Linked DNA regions of Triticum aestivum: regions 1 and 2 are each linked to region 3. The links are chromatin contacts, called in public Hi-C maps. All regions are on one chromosome and are shown on one strand. The core of a region is the stretch at or near the end of the contact, and the rest is flanking DNA. Distances in the headings are between cores, read along the strand shown. Region 1 has its middle 8.3 kb from the start of LOC123076450. Region 2 holds the start of LOC123080262 (selenium-binding protein 1). Region 3 holds the start of LOC123080261 (peptidyl-prolyl cis-trans isomerase FKBP15-1).

Region 1 (4,157 bases), core at 1,512-4,011, 330 kb before region 3:
GCTGTTAATGATGAACACCAGCTCCATGTTTGTTATACGTACGCTCTTCGCCCCCCGACCCACCTGGCGTCACTTCGAGATGCCTCCTTTTGCTATGGATGTGTTGATCTATTCTGCTCCTGCGTGAGCATGTGGTCTGTTTGGATGTTTTGTGAAGTTGCTGCTGGAGTATTTGTATGTGAGATTTAGGTGTCGCCGGGTTTTCGTCCCACAGCAGGTGTCTCGTAGGCGAGTTCTGTGATGGGTTTTCCAGTGATACGTTGAACTCGCTTTTCCCTTTCCCGACTCCTTTTAGTTTCTGATCTGGAACTTTGTATTTTCGTTATTCAGTTAATGAAAAGGGGTTATACCCGGTAAAAAAAATGTTTGTTATACGTACACAAGTCCAGCATGCAGTGCGGCGATCAGTGGAGAATGATCATGTGAACACGGGTCTCACATTCTCGCATGCCGCGGCAGAGATCCCGTGGGCCTCACCCCGTGGAATATATGTTCTTCATGTTCATGGTACTATCCAACACTCGCAGTGCGCCAGTGCTCCGGCGGCAGGCAGGCAGCGGCATCGCCACGAGCTTTTAGCTTTACATCAGTCTTCATTCAAGCACGTAGTATCGGGCAGGCCACAGTGCGCGCCTCTGTGAGCACATGCGGTTTGCCGTCGACTGTGGATCGGGCACAGACACAGGGGTAAACCCTGCAGCTCTGTGAGCAGCAACTGTCGAGTCCACAAACTACGGCTTGAAGGAAGGAATGCATGCCATGACATGCCATGCACCCTGCTCTGTAGTCTTGCTGTAGGTTTGTTGCAGGTGCGTGATCCACTGTGGACCGTCTGATCTTGTCACCTGCGCGCTAAAATGCCGTTATGCCCCTCAAGAGAGTGCAGAGCCCGGCAGTGACGCACGCGCACGGATGCATGCGGCCAAGCGCCACGGGCAGTGAGGCCAACTCCACGGCGCGACTCCGTCCTATCCGCACGCGTTTGTTCGGGATAAAACGGATGAACCAGACGGCCCAGCGCGCGGGCGCAAACGGACTTTTGTCCGTTTTCTGTCCGCTTTCGACCCATCCCCGGCCCAAATTTGCGCCGCTTTTGGGAGAAACGGACAGCACGCGGACGCGTAGGCCGTCTGCGCGTGTCCTCCCCTGACCCGCCTGTCGGTGGCACAGGGGCGCCTTTTTCTATCCGCTCACTCCCTCCCTCCGGCCGCACGCCTTCCATTCTTCTCCACCCTTCCCCACTCTTCCCTCGCCGCCGCCGCCGCTGCCATTGTAGCTGTGCAGCTCGGACGCGCGCTCGCCCAGCCCCTTCCCCTCGGCACCCAACCACGGCCACCTGACTTGCGCACCCGCCGGCCGGATTTGGGGCGGATCCGGTCGGTCTTGAGCTCGCCTGGCTGTGGGAGGCCGCGCCGCGCCATGGACTGGCCGGGCACCGGGCCGGAAGGCCCTGGCAGGGCCGCAAGGCCACATGCAGGCAGTGGCTCCTCCTCTAGCCGCTCGGATCTACACCGTCGGTGGTCCGCCGGCAGATACACGAATGGCGGGCGGCTGGGCTCGGTGCTAGCCCAAAAGCTCGTTGGTGCACCGTTGCCGCTCATTAAGTGCGACCACTGCCCAAAGAAGGTCGTGCGCCGCGTGTCTACAACGCCGGAACATCCCGGATGGGTGTTCATCAAGTGCTTAAACGATGGGGTATGTGCTCTTTTTAGCTTCGGTTTGTGCTCTAGATTTGACTAGTTGTGCTAACTTCAAATTTTGTTATGTAGAATGGATGCAAGTTTTGGTATTGGGAAGAAGAGTACATCGATATATTGATAGAGCGCAATTTAGTAGATGTTCGTGCACTTTTAGCTAGCATAGAGGTTGTAGATGAGACAAGTGCACTTGTTGCTAGATTAGAGGCTAGACACAAGACTAGATGCGAGGAAGCAACCTCTATTTCTTTAGGCTCGAAGAAGAAGAAAGAAACACGCAAGATGGAGGCGGCTCCTCCACAGATTAACAATGAATGCATCGAGAAGGCACTAATCCATCTTACAGAAGCAGTTATGGAAGTTGGATATCTTCTAAAATGTATTCTTGTGGTTCTTGTTTTCTTTGGTCTTTTTTTTCTAGTTAAAATTTGGTGATGTATTCCCATCTACCAAAAAATGAATGAAGAAAAAAGTTAAAGGCTTGCAAAGAAAATGGTATGCGGACAGGATGCGTCCATGCGTTGGGCGCACGGCCACCGCATCCCAGAAACTGCCCGAACACGACCCTATTGCCGTACCCAAACAGACAAAATCCGGACAAAGCGGACGTCCGTTTAGGATCGCACGGTGTAATTGGCCTGACACCTAACCCAACGACTACTCCATCGTACACTAACAGTATTATACGTACAAACCTGACGAGGAGGTGTGTTAGTGGCGCGCAGATGGCCCGAAACTGGCGCAGGATTGCAAGCCTGGTGACTGACCGGGGCACTGCTGGTGCTGGGTCGACAGTCGTCAAGAAGGACCTCTCGAGTCGTGTCTCGACCAGGTTTCCAAGAGCAGCATCTCGATGCATGCATGCGTGCGTACGTACGTCTTTGCTTGTCTAGATTTCACACGAACGAAGTCGAACGAACCCGAGAAGGACGACGACGGGCGGGCGGGTCAAGGCCAAGGCGGGGTCGACCGACTGGACGCGTCTGGCGGGCGAGCGGGCGCACACCGGCGTAGGGCGAGGGGTACCTTTCTTTCCGGGAGAAAATCTGCCGCGGGGAGCTACGAAAATCTCGCGGCGGGCGATGCCTGCCTGCTGCCTCCGTCGGTAGACTGTACGTCTATACCTACTGGTAGTGTAGACCGGAGAGCAACGCACCGCACCGCACGCGCGCGCGTCGTCACGTCACGTCGCCGGCCCCGGGGGTAGAGAGACCGGACAAAGCGTGCCGTTGCCTTCCCCCTCCGGTGGCGATGGCCGTGGCCGTCCGGCGACTGTGCACCCACACATCGCGCTGGCCGCTCGTGCGATCCCGCGGCGACGGTGGTGCTAGTGCCGGTGCTAGTGGTGTGTGCCCGTGACGGTGACGTAATGTTTCTGTAATGCAAGAGAGGGAAAAAAATAAACTATCGAGTGTGTTGAATATATTGATTAGATTGGAAACATATGTTAGACTAGGAAATATTCTGACTTGTCTTGTACTTTAAGTAGATCATGTACTCATATATATATGCCCACGAGGCTCAAGCAATACATCGAATAATTCCACCAAACCCCTCTCTCGCTTCCGCACCGCGCCGCCCCCGGGGCGGTCGATCTCCATGATCACCACCGGGGGCCGCGCCGCCCGTACCTAGGGTTCGTCCGCCGATTACGTTGATCGGTTGCGCTAAAAAGTCCTTCTATCAATTCGTTGATTGGGGTTTTTTCTCTCTCGCCGATCAATTGATCGGTGATCTTTTTTGATTCTCCGATCTAAGATTGGATTGAGTCGCCCGTCTGCCGTCGTTCATCTGTGCAGCTACTCCGACGTTGGATCGCAGCCTGCGCCAACTCTCGCGCGGCCAAGGCCAGCGCATGCGTCCCGCGCCGGCGTGGTTGCCGCTACTTCACATGCATGCTACACACGCAATCGATCTCCTGCTAACTCTTGTGTCAGTGTTGGGTTGCACGCTCCTGCTACGTCCGGCGACGGAGCGCACGGCGCCGGGTTCCTTCATCGTCAGGTTTCGTAAAGATCGTCATCGGTTACAACGCATCTTTTACTGATCGAGCTATGGGCTGCAGCTGCATCGGCCGTCGGGCCGATGCACCGCCGCCCCATGGTTCCCGTGGCTGTACAGATCCGTGCCGCCACTGCGTCGCCCCTTCGGGCCATAGCGTCGCGGTACGTGGTTCCCGTCACCGTCCTGAGGCTGTTCCCGTGGTTGCACCATATCGCGCGTTGCCGCTGCGTCGCCCCTTCGGGCCGTACTGCCGTGGCTCGCGGTCAACCGCCGCATCGAGGCCGTCCGCTTCAGACCGTCCCCAAGGCTGCACCGACTCTCGCGCCGCCGCTGCGTCGCCCCGTCGAGCCGTAGCGAGCGTGGCACGCGATCCATGCAACCGCCCTGAGGTCTTTCGTGCCGTCGCCCCGACCAGCCCGCCGCCGTTGTGTCGCCCCTTCGGGCTATAACGCTTCA
Region 2 (4,155 bases), core at 718-3,217, 340 kb after region 3:
AATTTTTGCTCCCGCCGCAGTCGGTTTTGTTGGTTAAATTTATGGTCAAAGTTGAAGCACGGGAATAGAAGCACTACATTTTGAAACGGAGGGAGTACTATATTATTTACGGTCAGATGAGATGTCAGTCAACTGGATTTTCTGCGATTCTGCAGCTAGCATAGCAATCTTCACTCGGTCAACTGCTGCGCTTTACCCCTCTCAGATGGCTCCCGTCCTCACTAATCATGCTCTTCTCCACACAAACCTGGCTCAGCTTTCCGAGCCCGATCATTGTGTTCTATTTACCCAATGGAATCATGCCAGCCAGACCGCCAGCTGACCGTGTGAGAGGAGATAATGCATCGATAATCCATCTGCACCGGCCGCACGCAACGCATGGTGATAAAACAAAACTATAGAGCAGCGGTTATACGTCCGAATATGGACTTCAAGTGAGGCAGAGATTGAGATAACCATGCATGCAGGGCTATTATAATCGTCTTGTAAAGTTGTGATGGATGTGGAAACTGGCAGCACGTAAAGTCGTTGATCATGGGCAACTAGCTAGCAGATCCGTGCCATCCGGACAGATAGCTTAAATCTGATACTATACCAGATCCGTGCTCTTGCTGGTGGCTCGGCCGTGTGAGTTTGGAGTTTTCGGTCGTGTGTTATTGGCTGACGTGTTTTAGGGCATGCATCCTTATCAGGCCACGGCCTGGGATATGCATCTCTGACTCAGAGGCAAATCGCAAAGTGTCACCAAGAGATGAGAAGTGGTAGAGCAGAGCACGTAACGATCGAGCCGCTGGCTGGCTTAGCTATCATCCCTCGGTTGGTAGAGCCGAGCGTGGCGTTCGTGGACTAGCCGCAAAGCCCGGGGTTGAATTCCGTTGCAGTAAAAGCATCTTCAACCGGACCCTTCAGGTTGTCCGGGCAGATAGACCGAGAGCAGAGAGAGTAAAAAAAAACTAATCCCTTCGTTTTTCATACAAGGTCATCTCATATTTTTACGTCTAACTTTGATCATTAATTTTACCAATAAAATATGAGTTGTATGCCGAAAGCAAAATGTATAAACAAAGTGATCTTGTATAGAAAAACAAAGAAAGTGTCTACTCAGACCCCTCAAATCAAATGGATGTACCATGCAAAAAAATAAAATCAAATGGCTGTAAGATCGGCTCGTCGAGTTGCTAGAGCGGTTGGGCCTGGAAAGCAGATGCGTTCATTTTTCAACATGAAAGATGAGACGACAGGGACGTAAAATGGCCGACCATGCATGCATAGAGACTAATATTAAAGAGTACACACGGATATATATAAGTTTTTCTAGAGATTTCAATATAAACTACATACAGATGTATATAGACATAGTTTAGAGTGTAGATTCATTCATTTTGCTCTGTATGTAGTTCATATTGAAATTAAAAGTCTTATGTTTAGGAATCAGAGGTCGTAGTACTCTCTTCGTCTCAAAAAGCTTGTCTTTGATTTGTCCAGATACAGATGTGTCTGGACACGTTTTAGTGTTAGATACATCCGTATCTAGATAAATACTTCATTCGTAAAGAAATATAAGAACGTTACGAGTAGTATTACGAATTAAAGTGCCAATTTCGTGCTACGAAAAATGCAAAGCTGCAGGGTCCGTTGCACACGCAGACACACACGGGACGGTCCGTTTGGCGTGAGCCCGTGGCGTGCGTGCGCACCTACGCACGCAGGCTCCGGCCAAGACGGACGGCTCACGGCTGCGACCGCGAGGCCCCGGATCGGGACGCGCCGAGCTTTCTCCCCGTACGTAGGTCCAAGCTGTCTCCAACCCCAGTTCCTGGACGGATCAATCCCGCCCGCCACGCAGGCAGCCGCATTATCGTCCAGATACGACGCCGCCTTGCCCACGCCCCGGGCCCAGGTTCACTTGCCACGCCTCCGGCCTCCCTTCCCCCTATAGCCACCGCACGCATCGCGAGGCGCGTCTCGCGGCATCCCCTCCGCCCACGTGGCGGTCCTCGTTAGCCACCCCTCTATATTTACCCCCGTCTCCCAGCGGGCAGTCCCACCACCACCATCTCTGTTCTCTCCTCTGTCCCTCTCGCACAACAGAAGAAAAACCAACTACCTCCTCCTACGCTCCGGTGAGTCAGCTCGGCTCTCTGCTCCGTCAGCTGCTCTCCGGCGGCTCGCCCGGGGAGCCGCGTTCTCCTTCCGGCAGGGGGTTAACTAATTTGGGCTTCCTGACATCACAGATGGCCGCAGCGGTGGCTGACGCGGCGGTGCCGGCGGCGGCGAGGGCGAACGGCGCCGGGGCGGGGTGCTGCGCGGCGAAGGGGCCCGGCTACGCCACGCCGAGGGAGGCCATGGAGAAGGGCCCGCGGGAGGGGCTCCTCTACGTCACCTGCGTCTACAATGGTACGCATGCTACCCTGCATAAATCCCTACTACTGTCGAATTCTAACACAGAAACACACCTGACACACCTCCCTGCGTTGCGAGTTGCGCATAGATCTCGGGCGAGTGGTTAGGAGCCCTACTAATTTAGAGGCTTTAACAGAGCAAGTACAGGAAGAGCTCGAGACTTGACCTGGACTGCGATGGACAGACCGACAGGCCACTTAGTTTAACCCTGAAAGTCTCTTTCTAATACTACGAGGAAAGGGACGAACCGTTCCTAATTTAGTCTGAAATGATGATAGGAAAGAATACTAAAGACATGCTACTCTAAGTTTCTAGTAATAGTAAACCTTGGTTCAGAAACTTCAGATCTGCAATCATCTCGCAGTCCCTCAGTTTAATACTATATATTTTTCCCTCCGGGATATGCAATTTTTCTTGAGTTGGTGAAGACACTGGGGTATGCCTCGAGTTAATTAGCCTGAGCTTAAGGGAAAATGTTTAGCCTGCGAGCTTAACATACATGCAGCATGCATGTGCCCTCCATGGCAGAAAGCCAGAAACTGCCATTTTCTGTTACACAAGAGTCCAAGTTGGCTGAGTCGTGGATCATTCAGAACCGTCTAGTTCAGTCCCTGTCTTTTTTCACATGGCCTCTCTTCATGGCAGTTTCTGAAGGCAGAACAAACCATGTGAACATGACAAGAGATGTACGGGTGTGCCTTTGTACAGGTTGATTGCCTGATTGTGTGAACTTTTGCTGATTGCCTGATTGTACTGAATTTTGCAGGTACTGGAATCGACAAGCCGGATTACCTGGCCACGGTGGACGTCGACCCCAATTCTGCGACCTACTCCCAGGTGATCCACAGGCTCCCGGCGACGCACATCGGCGACGAGCTGCATCACTCCGGCTGGAACGCCTGCAGCTCCTGCCACGGCGATCCGTCCACGAGCCGGCGCTTCTTGATTCTTCCTTCCTTGCTGTGAGTATTTATGGAGCGACAACGATCAAATGGGCGAACAGTTGAATTTTAGCTGAGTCTGTAATGCTGCTTTGGTGGCTGTTCACAGGTCTGGTCGCGTGTATGTGGTCGACACTGCGAAGGATCCGAGGGCGCCTGCTCTGCACACGGTTGTCCAGGCTGAGGACATTGCTGAGAAGACCGGGCTTGGGTTCCCTCACACATCCCATTGCCTTGCAACTGGTGATATAATGATTTCCTGCCTGGGAGACAAGGAGGGAAATGCTGCTGGCAATGGCTTTCTCCTATTGGATTCAGAGTTTAACGTCAAAGGACGGTAAGCTTAAAAACCGTAACATATTATTACTTTACCATGTAAATATCTCATGCTGATGCATATCGGAATCATCAAACCACCCATTAATATTTGAGTTTTGAAAACGTCGATATTGATGCTTTACTTTTGAGAGACAGAGTTTTTATCTGCTCCTGTTGTATTGATTAACTATTTGCTACTTGTAGTTGGGAAAAGCCAGGCCACAGCCCCTTGTTTGGCTATGATTTCTGGTACCAGCCTCGTCACAAGACGATGATTAGTTCTTCATGGGGAGCCCCGGCAGCTTTCAGGACAGGTTTTGATCTCCAGCATGTCCAGGATGGTCTCTATGGAAGGCACCTGCATGTGTATGACTGGCCTGGTGGTGAGCTCAAGCAGACGCTGGATCTAGGCAGCACAGGTCTTCTTCCGCTGGAGGTGTGTATCAGATACTATACTTGAGTCCAGTAATTCACCCATACATCATATAACCAT
Region 3 (4,674 bases), core at 1,667-4,166:
GCAAATCTAACCGGTCTCTGTAACACTTTAAGGATGATGGAAATAGTTCAAAAACGGCGGCCCTTTTAGCCGACGAACTCGCGGAAATGCAGGCAAAAGTACATCCATGTTTGTATCAAAGCTCGCTGTCGTCACCCTCCGCGGTGGCGCCAGCAGATGTCTTCCCATTGACGGCGATGAGCTCCGTGTCGAAAACCAGAGTTGCACCACCTATCATCAGAGTTCAAAACTGCTAGTCAGCATTGCTGGTCAATGAAAGAGTGCACGGCGGCATGCCGTGTTTGGATCATAAGATAGATGCAGGCAACAAACTCGCTGGAATGGCAATATTAAAGTTGACGATCTACACTGTACACAGGATATGATTTCATCACAAGGACCATACCAAGCAAACATACAAATAACAAGCCATACCTGGAATCTTTGGTGGGGAGCCTCGCTCGCCGTAACCCATGTTTGCGGGTATTCTTAGCTTCCGCTTTTCGCCGACACACATACCTAGTAAACCTTGGTCCCAACCTACACACAGACGGAAACAATAATGTGTGTTGGCGCCATTGCGAAGGTTTCTGATAAGAACAATGCAGGCCGTTTATCCACGTTTCTTTTTTGTAACATATATTGTTGTTTGTTCAAGCCAGTACGATGTGGACCACAGATAAACCAATAATCGCATGCTGCTCCAGGAAAAGAGAATAACCTTTTATCACCTGCCCATTCCCAAGAGTGAATTCGAAGGGATCACCTCTGTCATAGCTAGAGTCAAATACTGATCCATCAGTGAGTGTCCCCTGCACGCAGCATAGTCAAGCTTTCAGCTGAATGACAAAACTGTGGAGACAAATCGCTACAGGAAAAGCATCAAAGAGTTTCTTTCAGGCAAACATGACAAACAAACCAGGTAAACAACGCAATAAAGGCCATAAATTACTAGGGTCACTCTGCCATGATGTTTCTCACTTTCTCTGCAAGGCATCTCAACTGGTTCATGTTAAGAGACATCGCGTTAAATAGCTATCACAACTGATTCATTATAAAGTTGCTGCACACATGAGAGTATGTATCGTACATTTGGACTATGTTGTTCATAAAGTCATTGGAAGGAACAGTAGGAAGGTTACAGTAAGGGAAACTCAGTGGCCCTTGCTTCTGAGACTTGGAATTGCAGGCTTGTTATAACTAGCTACAGTCATTATTTCTTTTGACTAGAGTACTATCAAGTATCATAAGTGAATAGGATTGCTGACTTCAGATAAAAGTGTCGGTCAAATACTTACACGATAATGCACTTTAATCTTGTCACCTTTGTGAGCCTGTAGGGTACATGATTCAGGCTTGTACTGAAAAGAGGATGAGCCAAAGAAAACAGTGTCATGTGAAGTCACAGTGATACTATCATTGGAATGTAATAAGAATGAAAACATAACCTGTATACGATTGCCTTAGAACTTTATAAATCGAATGTTGCACGATTGTAGATTAAGACTTAATGAGTGACTGAAAGCTGGGCACGTAGATACAGAAAATCTCACTTTCTAAAAAAAAGATACAGAAAATCTCTACCCTCCACAGTAAGGGTGTTCATCAGCCTTTTTTCTAAACCATTCAAACCATCTAAGTACATCTAAATCTTCTATGTATCTGATAATGCTATTCAAAATTATTACTCCTCTGTTGCAAATGCAGCGCGTATCCTGACTGTCCAAACCCATGAGTTGGCCAACAACTAATCCAACAGTACATGCGTTATGTTATAAGTATAAGCTTCATACCATTAAATTTGCATGCAAAAGCACTTTCCTGTAACTAGTTTCATAGCTATGAATGAAATACAAATACAGGAATTTGCTGTCAAAGTTGAACATCAGACAGGGAAAAATACAGCCTATGACAACTAATAGAGTACTACCGCGCATGCTTCAATGGTATGGACAAAATGTGATGAACACCCCTATACCACACTCTGGTTTGTGGTTGAATACTGGATATTCCATTTCTAAAATAATGTATGAACCTTAGCAGTAAGTACATAATTTTCTGTTTGTCATAGCAGAAGAATCATGAAAACAAAGGTTGTCCACTTCTCCGCTCAGCTTTTAATTTACATCCTGTGTAATATGACAAGTCCCCACAGAAGGGATCTTGGACAGTATTGAAAGTTTGGAACAACATTCCTTAGAAGATCGAATGTTACTTCTGAGAGATATCCATCGTGGCTTCTTGTTAATACATCAATATAAAAGCACACACTGGTTGGTTAAACAACATTCCTTAAGATTACACGAGTAAATTGCTAATTAGCTTCGCCGCATTTTTATTTTTACTAATTAGCTCTAGTGAACAAACTGCAGCCTGAATCTCACGCCCTGTGTGTGAAGGAACAACAGCCTATTTCGCACTTGCGGATCTGCAAACCTCCCAAACCTAGCAATCTAGCATCATCCAACCCAGCCTTTTCCTGAACTCTGCACTGAAGGATCTCAGATCCGCCGGAACACAGAAAGCACACAAAGCAAAGTAATACAAGAGAGCAGCAGAGATTGCGGTTTGGTTACAATCCTGCAGAATACGGACCTTGACGCCGATCTGGAGCTGTGTAACATCCGCGGACTTCTTGGCCGAAGCTGGAGAACCAGATCGAAAAACCGAGTGAGCAAAACCAAATCGAGAGAAAAACAGAACATATCTTTACACGACGCAACAGGTCGATGGAGCAGGTGGAGGTTAGGTTGCGGCCCGCGTTTTACCGGTCAGAAGGACGGCCGCGATGGCAACGACGGCGAGGCAGAGGAGCCACGGCTTCTTCGTCCCCATCGCTCTTCCCTGCAATCCCTACCTGGTCAGCGGCCGAGGTACAGTTTCTTTGGATCGTATACGGTTTGGACGGGACTACAAGTCGGGTACCGTTACGCGTTACTATACTATACACACGCGTGTACAAATGGAAACTTTTTTTTTGAGGCAGTATACAATTTTTTTTGAGCAACTTTTCTTTTTTTGAGACATTTTTTTGAGCAATTGAGGCTGTATACAATTGGAAGCCATCATACATTCGTGACATAACGGTCCAGCCCATTTTGGATTTCGGCTCAATATGGATGGGCCTTGGATGCTAGGGTTATATCTCACTTACTGTCAGGTTTTAATGGAGCCGACGTAGTTTTGGGAGGTTCTAAAAATGATACCGGTTTGTACAACTTTCCATGCATTTTTTCTTTCCATTTTTGGGTTATTTCATTTTTTTCTTGTAATACATGTCATACATTTTTTGTACATACATGAATATTTTTCTTATACAAGTAATATATATTTTTAAATCTATAATGTAAAAAAAATCAATACACTTCATAATGTTTAAAAATATATAATGTCATACATTTTTCTGATACAAATTCCATAATGTTTTGATCATTTTTTGTTCACATACATGTTAACCATTTTTCAATACACATTGAACATTTTTTAATTGCACATAACATTTTCGTAAACTACGTGAATATTTTTTACATTGTATATGTTTATTTTCAAATACATATTTGAACGGTATGTTGAATAATATTAAAAAAATACACCTTGGACATTGGTTTGAAGGGTACAGATATATTTTTCAAATTACATTATTTTTTGTGTTAACAATTTTCCAAAAGTGAACAAACATATTTTTGAAGGTGTGAACAATTTTTCTAAATGCCACTTATTTTAATGGTACAAACCGTTTTCTATTTATATGTATATTTTAAATACGTTGTATATTTTTTTTGAAAAAAACGATGAACATATTTTTGACACACATGAACATTTTTCAAATGCCACGAACATTTTTAAAATGGCCCATATGTTTCTAGAAGTTGCATGAACATTGTTTACGCTGTGGGAATAGTTTGAAAATGTGTGATGAATGCTTTCTAATTTTAAATATTTTTTGAATATATGTATTCAGAATATTTTTAAAAATACAAAAAAATAAAAAAATAAAGTAAGCAAGCCGAGCGAATAAATGAACAAACCTGCTATTGGGTTGTAACTGCGCTACCCCTGGGATACACGGTGCTCTGACTATAGGTTACTAATAGGCCATTAAGTCAGCATTGATGTATAAAAAATCACCATCGACGCTTTGTGATTGTGGAAAAAATAGTGGGAAAGCAAGAACATATGGAGTCCAATTCAAATAAATAAATAAATTGATACTACATAGCTGGGAAAGAAATAACACTGAAAGGGTCTCAAAGAAAATTCGTGACTAGAGTGAGGAACTCATGAGCCTCCAATTTCACTAGAAACCAATTTTCAACATTATTTTGAATAAATATTAAAACAACACATTGAACATTGCTTTGAAGGGTACGAAATATTTTAAAAATTACGTGAACTTTTTGACATTGTATTAACATTTTTACAAATATGAACAAACATGTTTTTGGAACGAGCGAACATTTTTCTATTTTTTTAAATTATACATACATTTTTACATTGTATAAACATTAAAAAAAATGTCTCAAAGATATTTTGGACACAATTGAACATTTTTTGAAATGTACAAACATTTTAAAAAGTCAAGTGAACATTTTTTACATTGCATGAATATTTATTAAACCTTTGATGAATGCTTTCAAAATGTTAATTATTTTTTGGAACATGCGTATTTAGATATTTTTGAAAATAAAAACAAAG

What was found. A called contact is a pair of places that touch in the nucleus more often than the background predicts.
Region 1: a Hi-C map of leaf shows a contact between it and region 3, with 7 times the contacts expected there. The contact joins the enhancer-like site here to the promoter of LOC123080261 in region 3. A contact is called at or near these places in 3 of 5 Hi-C or Micro-C datasets (leaf and an unstated tissue).
Region 2: a Hi-C map of leaf shows a contact between it and region 3, with 3 times the contacts expected there. The contact joins the promoter of LOC123080262 here to the promoter of LOC123080261 in region 3. A contact is called at or near these places in 3 of 5 Hi-C or Micro-C datasets (leaf, root and an unstated tissue) and 1 of 1 datasets of contacts at active chromatin or transcription factors (leaf).

The regions. Positions count from the first base shown.
Region 1 is chr3D:529,407,935-529,412,091 of IWGSC CS RefSeq v2.1, forward strand. No RefSeq gene overlaps it. Among protein-coding and RNA genes, the nearest start is that of LOC123076450, 8.3 kb to the left of the region's middle. Within about 2 kb of position 2,762, at least 1 of the 8 cell types and tissues checked has an H3K27ac peak or open chromatin away from gene starts, as enhancers often do. A contact at or near this core is called in leaf, where this site is marked.
Region 2 is chr3D:530,079,674-530,083,828 of IWGSC CS RefSeq v2.1, forward strand. LOC123080262 (selenium-binding protein 1) reads left to right here and starts at 1,968. Exons shown (of 8, transcript XM_044503173.1): 1 at 1,968-2,123; 2 at 2,235-2,397; 3 at 3,170-3,365; 4 at 3,454-3,681; 5 at 3,867-4,098. The coding sequence starts at 2,235.
Region 3 is chr3D:529,737,232-529,741,905 of IWGSC CS RefSeq v2.1, forward strand. It overlaps LOC123080261 (peptidyl-prolyl cis-trans isomerase FKBP15-1), which reads right to left and starts at 2,917. Exons shown (of 6, transcript XM_044503172.1): 1 at 2,748-2,917; 2 at 2,575-2,624; 3 at 1,278-1,340; 4 at 701-791; 5 at 415-519; 6 at 1-210. The coding sequence starts at 2,814. The coding sequence ends at 116.